Linked DNA regions of Mus musculus: regions 2 and 3 are each linked to region 1. The links are chromatin contacts, called in public promoter capture Hi-C maps. All regions are on one chromosome and are shown on one strand. The core of a region is the stretch at or near the end of the contact, and the rest is flanking DNA. Distances in the headings are between cores, read along the strand shown. Region 1 holds the start of Stard3nl (STARD3 N-terminal like). Region 2 holds the start of Zfp322a (zinc finger protein 322A). Region 3 holds the start of H2ac8 (H2A clustered histone 8).

Region 1 (3,343 bases), core at 210-2,709:
CTGCTGGACTCTCCTCCCACTGTGCCTGCTCTTCCAGCTTCTGCATTTGTAACTGGACACTTCCTGCTCCTCCCCTGACTAAATCACTCTAAACATTCAGGTCTCATCCAGAGCATCACCTCTTCAGGGACATTTTCCCAGATCCCACACCACAGCCACACCAATGTCCCTTACTGCCAGATTTTCTAGCATTCATTCCTATCTAAAATCATATTGTTATTTGCACATATATTCTATCTTCACTAAAATCAAAGGAACTCGAGGACAGAAACCTTATCTAGCGTTCAATACTCAATTTTCAACACCTAAAACAGCATGTGGCATCATATAAACTGTCTAATAATTAAATCCAAATGATAATCACTATCCTGAGAAGGTAAGTCCTTGGAGCAGTTTTAAATCCATTTCTTTAATGCTTTTGACAATGCAATCTTTAAAGGTTCATGTTTGAGACAGGAAGATCTCAAAGAAAAATGTATTCTTCCTTACAATACAAAACATTACATATGTGTGAATATTATGTAGGGGGGGCACAGTCTACACTGTCCCTTCATGGGCATGATTATCTAGCATTTTACTTATGCACAGATGCAGCCAAAAATACTGTAAACTGCTCTTTGTCATCAAATCTTGCTCTATAAGTGGATGATGGACAGAAGAAGCATAGATGGGATTTACCGTTAGGAACCTTAAACAAAAACATCAGACGGAACTTGCTATAGTAACTCGGTACCCTGGGAGGTCAGACGGCTACTGTGTTCATTCAATCAGCCTTACTAACCTTATCCAAACTAGTACTGGGTCAAGTGATGGATTCCATCTGTGAACAGAGACAAATGCCTTTACAACTGCCATACTAAGAGAACACTAAGAAAAGTTCCACAGTGTCCACCCATGTTCCAACCAAAAGAGGAAGAAAAAGAGCCCTACTGAGATTTAAAAAAAAAAAAAAAAAAAAAACTAAAGGCAGGATGAGTGGGCAATGCGGAGAGCTGAAACCATGGCTAGAACATTCATGACTCATGCTTTAATTTTCGTTTTGTTTTGTTACATCAGGGCTTTTCTTGACGAAGGCACAAGGCCAGTAACAGACAGTACCTGCCGGCCTACACCCGCATGTCACCTTGGACTTGATGCGGATGCAAGGCACGGGGCCGAGGCTGGACCACCTGCCTCCCGGTGAGTGTGGGTGTGGGCCCGGGGCCAGCTTCCCTCCCGCGCTCCGCCGCGTTCCGCGGCTGCACCCACAGGCCCCACGGCCAAGGCCAGGTCTGGGGAGCCCGGCAAACCCTGGAACCTCAGGCATTTGGCTTCACGACCTGCCCAGCAGGGCGCGGAAAGACAGCCTACCTCCTCCGCGGCGCGAGCCGCCCGCCGGCCTGCAGACACGGCTCCGCGGTCCCCGCCGGCGGGGCTGGGGCGGGGCTGCAGGGCGGGACCCTGTCCGTGACGTCAACGCGCTGGTCACGCAAAGACGCTGCGGCTTGCTGGAAAAGTGAATAGTGGCAGAGGAGACGGCGGGTTGGTTTACAGAACTGTCAGTTTTCGGACGACCAGTAGATGGCTCATAAAGGAGGCAGTGGGCGGGCCTAGGACTAGCCGCGCCTCCAAAGCCTGTTAAGGTATCCAGCTTCTAACAGCAGGCTTTTAGTGGGTTTTACCTTCCTGAGAATTCTACGGAAGGCTTCTCTTAGATAGGTTTTAGGCTGCAGCCGGTGAGGGGTAACTCTGAGAGTGGATTTCAGGCCCTGGCCCCTTGGTTTCAGCTGTCCACTAAGAACTTGTCTATTCTAGGACTCGACCGTAAGTCTCAATCAGCCCAGTCTTACGTAGGAGTAATGCCTTTGTCTTACTGATAGTTAAGGCTAACTGTATTTACTTAGTTGTTATACACGACATTGGGCACTAAGTGATGTTTTAGATTTTTCCAATAGCTGGTACAGTTACGTCCTTAAATGCAAGAATACAAAGGAAGATAAAATATATTGCACTATGAGTGCTGAAGACTCTCAGCCTGTTAGAGGAAAATAATATTAAGAATAGTATTTTTAATAGATACTCTTATAAAGTAGTTTAATCGTTTTTATAATGTTTACATTACAAATGTGAATTTATATACGTGCAAAATTTTGAACAGTGCAAGTTGGGTGAGAACTGTTTTTATAAACCAATCAAAGGCTCAGTCTTTGTGTGATGGGTCCTTCCTGCATTGACATGTGAAAATATTTGTTAACACTCAAGTTCAGTTCTTCATCTAGCCTTAAATGTGCCTCATTGCTTTTTAAATGCTAAAAGTCTTCAGCGCCAATGATATAACTTGCCATCTCTATGCCCTTAAACATACAGTTTGTTTGGATTTTTTTTTTTAATTGCTAGTATGAGAAATGCTACCTTAAACATGTGTGAATGTGTTTTCCTACTTCTGTCCAAGTACTGCTTATGGTGCAGATGACAACAAAAGAACAGACTAGATCTCAGGCATACATCTTCAATCCTAGTAGTAGAGTCTTCAGATAAGGGCCCCTAGTGTTGCTACAGTGTTCATTTCCACCCATAAAGTTTAAATAATCCTATTTACTACCCTTTGGAAGAGAAATAATATGCAAGCTTTTGTTGTTGTTGTTGTTTTTTTCAAATTGATGAGCATGAGAAAAGTTAGGGTTAGGGTGTGTGTATATATACAAACTAAGTTCAGGGTTCTTGTATACAATGATTTGGGTGACAAGGTGAAGCAACTTGTGTGACTACTGTAATGCAGACGCCTTCCACTTAGTAATTAAAACACCTCACACTATCCTAATACTGTCACCGTGATTAGTTTTGCCTGCTTTCAGACTTTTGTATACATACAAAGTACATACTTACTCCAAGGCTCCTTTTTCTTGATACCTGTGATGGCTGGTATTGATTATCAGCTTCACACGATCGAGAATCATCAAGAAGACAGATGTCTGGGCATGTCTGTGTAAGTTTCTAGCTTGTGTTAATTGAGGTGGGAAACCCACTCTAAAGCCACCTCATTCATATTCTGCGGTCCCAGAACAAGTAAGATGGAGAAATGAGTGGAATAGCTGTGTTCATGTTGATGTGTTTCCAGATATGTAGATGTATCCCACACTTCGGCCACCATGCCTTTTCTGCCATGTTGGATAGTACCCTAAATATAAGCCCAATATATCTTTCCTGAACTTGCTTTCTGTCTTATATTTTATCTAAACAATAAGGAAAATAAGTAATATATCACTATATTTGTAATACTAATACATAGTAAAAGTGTTATAGTAATTTATCCATTCTCAGTTTTGTTTATAATTCCAAATGTTGTTCATTCTACTGTTGCTCA
Region 2 (3,390 bases), core at 558-3,057, 4.0 Mb after region 1:
TGGCAAACACAAACCCATCCTCCAAATCCTTACTCCAGGCTACTGTCTCTAACATGCTTCCTTTACCCCTCCTAGGAAGGGAGGACTTCTGGTTTTTGTTTTGTTTTGTTTTTTTCACGAGCAACACCAGACTCCATTTCATAAGCGAAGAGCAGACAAAAGTTCAAATAGACAGGCTAAGCAACAAAACTTCAGAGCTCAAGATTCTTTTCGGTTAAAGGATATATGGGATGATCAAACAGTAAGTATTTAACGTATTGTCTTAAAAACCATACTTGCTGTACAGCCTCAGACCAGGGGTTGCCTCAATTTTCATTGATTACATGGATTATGGACATTTAATCCTCCCAAGAACACTGTAAAATCAAATATTACCACCATCTTACTGATAGAAAACCTGTTGCTATGACAGTTACCTAATTACACAAGAACTCACAGGCAGTTAAGTAACAGAGCCAGGTTTAAATATCCATCCTAGAGCCTGTCTGAGCATTGGGCACACTGCCTTCTTTGTATGGTAAATCAAAAGAAGGACAATTGTTGCAAATCTGCTGTGTATGCCTGTTAGAAAAATAGGTGTACTGAAAGGTTATCAAAGGGCCACTATGTTAGTCACCAGAAAGACCCTTTTCCTTTTCCCAAGTATGTTTTACCTTCTTTCTTGTCCCATCCCTACTCCAAAATTCACATTTATATAGAAACAGATGTATGCCACTTACCTTAACAAGAACCCAACGATTTATTTTTTTCAGATCCACAAGGTCTCTAATCCAGAAGTACTCATAATATTTAATTCTTCCCTCTCCTAGAGGAAAAAAGCAGCAATGTTGAATGAGCATGACTGCAAAGCTTACATTTTTCCTTTTAACAGTAGGCCATTTAAATAATGTCCCATGCACTCTCCAATCCTGACATCATCCTTCAGCAAAATTTTGCTCATTCTAATGTTTCCGTTCCTCCTTCAAGAAGCCGTTTCTTTCTGACCTGCTCTACACAAAATAACAAGAATTCTTCTAGCTGAGAGATTTTTAAGTTCAGAACAAAGCCCTGGGCCTTGTTTTTCTTGCTGTTAAGACGGGGAGAGTCTCACGTAGCTTAGGCTAGCTTCAAAATCGCTAGGCAGCTTAAACTGGCTTTTAATTCCCTATCCTCCTACCTCTACCTCAAACGCTCAGGTGACTGATAGGCGCATTATTATTTCAACTTCTGAGATCAAGGATTCATTCCTCGTGCACTAAAACCTGTAGGAATACGATTCATGAATGCAATGTTACACAGGACCAAGGCTGCTAAAAATAAATGACTATGGAATGCTTTGAGCAAACAGATTCTGCAGATTCCGGGGAACTCAACTAATCTCCGCCCTTAAGGCTGGGGGAGGGTCCCCCCAGTGCCCATGGTTGTCTAGACATTCAGGAAGGCTCCAGACTGCATTCGAGCCTGGCTCCATTACTACCTCCAGGACAGTCTCACAGGTTTCTCCTCCCAACTTTTCGTTGACAGCGACAAGAAGGGCGCCGCGCCTGGCCCGGACCCCTCTCACGGCCAAGGACCTCGAGGACCCGCTGAACGCTTACTCCGCCGCCCAGGGCGGCACTTCCGGTGACTGGACCCTCAAGCCGGAGCTTCCGGGGCCGAGCACTCGGCGATGGCCGATTCGGTCCCACGGTCTCCTAGGGAAGGAGAGTGGGCCGAGATGCTGAGAGGTCGGCAAGCCAACCGCCGGATACCAACCTGGAGAAGCGGTCCCCGCACACCACAAGGCCAAGACAAACCGCTCTCACCAGCAAGGACAGGGAGGCGTAGCCACGCCCCGAGGCACGTAACTACCCCTCATAGGGCTGCACCGGGATTCCGGGCCAATAAGCACCGGACCTCCCGAAATGGGCGGAACCTGAGCGCGCCTGCGCCCTGGCTCTTTCGCGTCCGACAACTACCTTTTCAGCTCCTGGAATTTGGGACTGCAGCAGCTCCGGTACCCACTGAATTGAAACCGTGCCCTGCGCCCGGTACTGCGGCTCTGAACTTCTGTTTTCTTTCTCCACGGCTGTTCAAATCAAGAGTTAGGAGTAGTGTCTCAAGGATAGATGCAGCGGACTCGGTTTTAAATACCTTGAAAAGCCGGAGAAGTGGAGAATTACAAAGGCTCTTTGGTGCTGTCACTCATGCCAGCAAACTATGAGAAGCTTTGAATAGGCAGCGGCGGCGTGGCCTTATTGCTGGAGAAAGCTGCGGGGAAACCGTGTTGAAAGGATTTCTGTCCTTTCTGATTGCGATTCTAGGCTGAAGACAGATTCAGAAAAAAAAACAAAAAACAAAAAAGAACAGTCAATATTTTCCCTACTTGAAAAAAAAAATGTATGTAGGCTGGCGAGATGGCTTCTGTCGAGAGTGAGGAGCAAAGAGTGCTTCTTGCTAAATAAAACCTCGCGACCTGAATTTGATCTCTGAGACCAATGTCAAAAGCGGAAAGAGAGAACTAACCGTAAAAGTTGTCTTCTGACAGGCATACACAATAATAAGTATATAATACACACACACACACACACACACACACACACACACATATATATATACTATACACATACACACATGTATATAACAAAAACCCTCACATGGGAAGTGAGTACTAGAATTCTCTGGTCTGGAGAAGAACTTGGATTGGCTGTTAAATTCTAGAGTTAGGGTCTGAGGATGGCAATTATGTATTCTGAATTCACTAATTCCTGTTTTCAGAATTTGCAGAATTTCTGCAGCTTATTTTAAATTAAAATTTTAAGACAAAAAATCCCACCAGTGTCATTCAAATATTTAAGTTTTTTTTCTTAGACTTATTTTCTATGTATGGGTGTTTTATCAGCATATATGTGCACGTGGTGTGTGCGCGCGCACTCTAGGAGGATGTCAGATCCCCTGGAACTGGAATAATGCATGGTTTATGAGCTACCATGTGAGTGCTGGCTGGAAAATGAACCAGGGTCATCAGCAAGAGCAAGTGGTCTTAAATGCTGAGCCATCTCTCTAGCCCTAATTTTAATATTTAAATAACTTTTTATTAACTGTTTTTAGTGTAAGATGTACCAAACACAATTCGAATCACACTATAGAATGAGCTGTGTATGGCTATATTAGGAAGAAATGTACACATGTTATTGCAGGAGAGTATGTGTTTATGCCATCCCCTTCAGCTATAAGAGTGTTGAGACAATGGACTCAAAGGATTGGAATTGTGATAGGAGTCTTCTGCTGAGAACAAGGAAAGGACTAGGGCCTTGGCCAGTGGGAGAGTTAGGGCAGGATTTCACACAGTCCTGACTGTGATGAGTGGGGCTACTTATGATTGTAGCTACCAGGACTCCTTACTTATGCACATCTCATGACCTTTAAAAT
Region 3 (3,081 bases), core at 276-2,775, 4.2 Mb after region 1:
ATGAATAGGCTGTAGAGATGGCTCAGCAGTGAAGAATATTTGTTGCTTCTCCAGAGGACATGAATTGGAATCCAGTACTCATTTCTGCCTATCAAATCACATCAGCAGATAACTCTACACCGGGAGATGTGAGACTTTTCAAGTCTGTGAGAACACCAACTGCATGTGGCAAAATACACCCTTTAACATAAGTTAAAAAAAAATAACTTGAAATATGCACATTAATGCAAGCAATGAGTATTAAGTAGTAGTTGAACAGTACTTTGCCATCTCAGACTTCATTTTTTAGTACTTCTACTTTTTAAGTTCCAGTCTTTGAACTGCTCAACTTTCACAAATAATGAAATAGAATTAATCAAGATTGAATAATTAAAACAAATCAAGTTCACTTTAGTTTTAATGAATACTGGCTTTGAGTCTTTTTTTTTTTTTTTTCTGAAGCCAAAAGCCCTTTAGCCTGCATTGGCTGGGCATAGTGGTCAAGCCTTTAATCCTACCAAAAGGAAGGTAGAGGCAGGATCTCTGTGAGATTGAAGCCAGTTTGAACAACTTAATGAGTTCCAAGACAGCCGGAGCTACTAGTTAAGACGCTGCCTAGAAAATAAAACCCAAAATCAAAAGCAACCCTCCATGTCATTAGCAGGGCTTTACCTACCCTATTGTGTCAGAACGTTATGTGCACAGTAACATGTGCAGAACATTTTAACCATGTTGCCAAATAATTACAATTCTGTTGTTTCATGGAAATTGATACTCTTGGCATAAAAGTAACTTCACGGTCATTTTGCTCATATGCACACATGTCCTAGTGGGCAATCTTATGAATCTGAAAAAAATTGACCCATTTATTGGAGAAGCTGGGGGACAATTGACAGGTTGAATTTTCTTATGCCATTGAATACAAATCGGAAATTTTAGTCCTAAATCCACTTAAGGCTTATAGTATTTCAGCACTTTACTGAATTAAGTGAATGGCTCTGAAAAGAGCCTTTGTTTTTTTTACGAGATTAGAAGAAAGATCTTATTTCCCCTTGGCCTTGTGGTGGCTCTCGGTCTTCTTGGGCAGCAGCACGGCCTGGATGTTGGGCAGGACGCCGCCCTGCGCGATGGTCACGCGGCCCAGCAGCTTGTTGAGCTCCTCGTCGTTGCGGATGGCCAGCTGCAGGTGGCGCGGGATGATGCGCGTCTTCTTGTTGTCGCGGGCCGCGTTGCCCGCCAGCTCCAGGATCTCGGCCGTCAGGTACTCCAGCACGGCCGCCAGGTACACCGGGGCGCCGGCGCCCACGCGCTCCGAGTAGTTGCCTTTGCGGAGCAGCCGGTGCACGCGGCCCACGGGAAACTGCAGGCCGGCCCGGGAGGAGCGGGTCTTGGCCTTGGCGCGAGCCTTGCCACCCTGTTTGCCACGTCCAGACATTGACGCAAGAAGGTAGGAAATTATAATTGCAAAGAATTACAACGAAGCGGTACTAAAAGGCCAGACGAGAAGCTACTTATACTCGTACATGGAAGTGGAAAAGCTGATGTGTGATTGGTTAAAACTATCTTTCCTCTGCAGCCAATAAGGAAAGAGGTACAATACAATCTAATTTGGGTAATGGTGTCACTAACTGGCCTTCAAATCAGAGTTGACTACTTTTGAGTCCCTTATTTGCATAGAACCTCTATAAAATGGCAAGAACGAAGCTTCTCCCACATCTCATTTCCTGTTTTATCTTTCTCTTTGTTGCTTGTTTCTACCATGCCCGAGCCTGCGAAGTCCGCTCCTGCCCCGAAGAAGGGCTCCAAGAAGGCCGTGACCAAGGCCCAGAAGAAGGACGGCAAGAAGCGCAAGCGCAGCCGCAAGGAGAGCTACTCGGTGTACGTGTACAAGGTGCTGAAGCAAGTGCACCCCGACACCGGCATCTCCTCCAAGGCCATGGGCATCATGAACTCGTTCGTGAACGACATCTTCGAGCGCATCGCGGGCGAGGCGTCCCGCCTGGCGCATTACAACAAGCGCTCGACCATCACGTCCCGGGAGATCCAGACGGCCGTGCGCCTGCTGCTGCCCGGGGAGCTGGCCAAGCACGCCGTGTCGGAGGGCACCAAGGCTGTCACTAAGTACACCAGCTCCAAGTGAGTTCATTTAACTCACACTCCTAACCCAAAGGCTCTTTTCAGAGCCACCCATACTGTCACTTTAAGTGCTTTGTAATGCTTGGCTTTTGTATTATAACGCTGGGAAATGACACAATATTAGCTAAGTGTATGTTAGTGTGAAGAATATGTTTGCCTCAGTGTAACCAACGCGCTGCCAGATACACTATCAATTTGTAAACTACACAGTAACTACCTTTTGAGAGCTGATTGATGGCTTCAGTCCTTAGATTTTCTTCTCCAGAGTGCATAAGAAGTGGAATGAAATTTTCAAGTTTTCTCTTCATTATTTCAACTATTCCCTTTCAGATGTGATTACATTGTACGAAGGGAGTGCTAGGATAGGTTTTTATGGCATTGTTTTTTTATGACCAATGAGGTAACCAACAGAGGCTAACATTGATGCCAGTGTAATTCTAAACTGCCAGCATCACTCTCCCATTAAAACACTAAAGAAAAGTGTAATTCTAGTATTAACATCAGTAAATTTTGAACCTGTGAGAATACATTATAAAACTGCATTTTAAATTTTAATAAGTCTCAATGAAGGTTATGCTTTGATCTAAGCCAAGTGAGGATCCAAAGTTGCTTTCAGATGTTCTAAGCTGCTCTCTCCTTGATGCTTCCTTTAGTTTCAAGGCAATTGATTGCAGTTATATCTTTTGCTTAGTCACTACCCTGTGTTCCAGTTTCCTCTTCTACTGTTAAATGTTCAAGCAATTGCATATTAGATGAGATCTGTGACAATATCCTAAAGTCTGGAATAAGTTGTATTGCTTAAATTTCTCATAGTAGATGAAAACATGCTCTTTTGTTTGGACAGTCTACCAGTTCATCCAGGTATGGCAATTCCTATCCAGCATCATGAATCACAATGTAGATTCCGACAGCTAACTTCTCAAAGAGAAAGCAAATAGGAACACGTTTCTTGATAAGTTTCAGAAA

What was found. Promoter capture Hi-C pulls out the DNA fragments that hold promoters and counts their contacts.
Region 2: a contact with region 1 is called in a promoter capture Hi-C map of pre-B cells. The contact joins the promoter of Zfp322a here to the promoter of Stard3nl in region 1. A contact is called at or near these places in 4 of 39 promoter capture datasets (cranial neural crest, frontonasal cranial neural crest, liver and 1 more).
Region 3: a contact with region 1 is called in a promoter capture Hi-C map of pre-B cells. The contact joins the promoter of H2ac8 here to the promoter of Stard3nl in region 1. A contact is called at or near these places in 2 of 39 promoter capture datasets (cranial neural crest and pre-B cells).

Annotation. Positions count from the first base shown.
Region 1 is chr13:19,394,354-19,397,696 of GRCm38.p6, forward strand. Stard3nl (STARD3 N-terminal like) reads right to left here and starts at 1,460. Exons shown (of 9, transcript NM_024270.3): 1 at 1,351-1,460. Gm40827 (a long non-coding RNA gene) reads left to right here and starts at 1,494. Exons shown (of 2, transcript XR_873152.2): 1 at 1,494-3,343.
Region 2 is chr13:23,367,401-23,370,790 of GRCm38.p6, forward strand. It overlaps Zfp322a (zinc finger protein 322A), which reads right to left and starts at 1,808. Exons shown (of 5, transcript NM_001111107.2): 1 at 1,735-1,808; 2 at 720-805. The region is part of intron 3 of 4930586N03Rik (RIKEN cDNA 4930586N03 gene); the gene reads left to right.
Region 3 is chr13:23,569,695-23,572,775 of GRCm38.p6, forward strand. H2ac8 (H2A clustered histone 8) reads right to left here and starts at 1,526. Exons shown (of 1, transcript NM_178187.4): 1 at 969-1,526. The coding sequence starts at 1,414. The coding sequence ends at 1,022. It overlaps H2bc8 (H2B clustered histone 8), which reads left to right and starts at 1,706. Exons shown (of 1, transcript NM_178196.4): 1 at 1,706-2,169. The coding sequence starts at 1,739. The coding sequence ends at 2,119.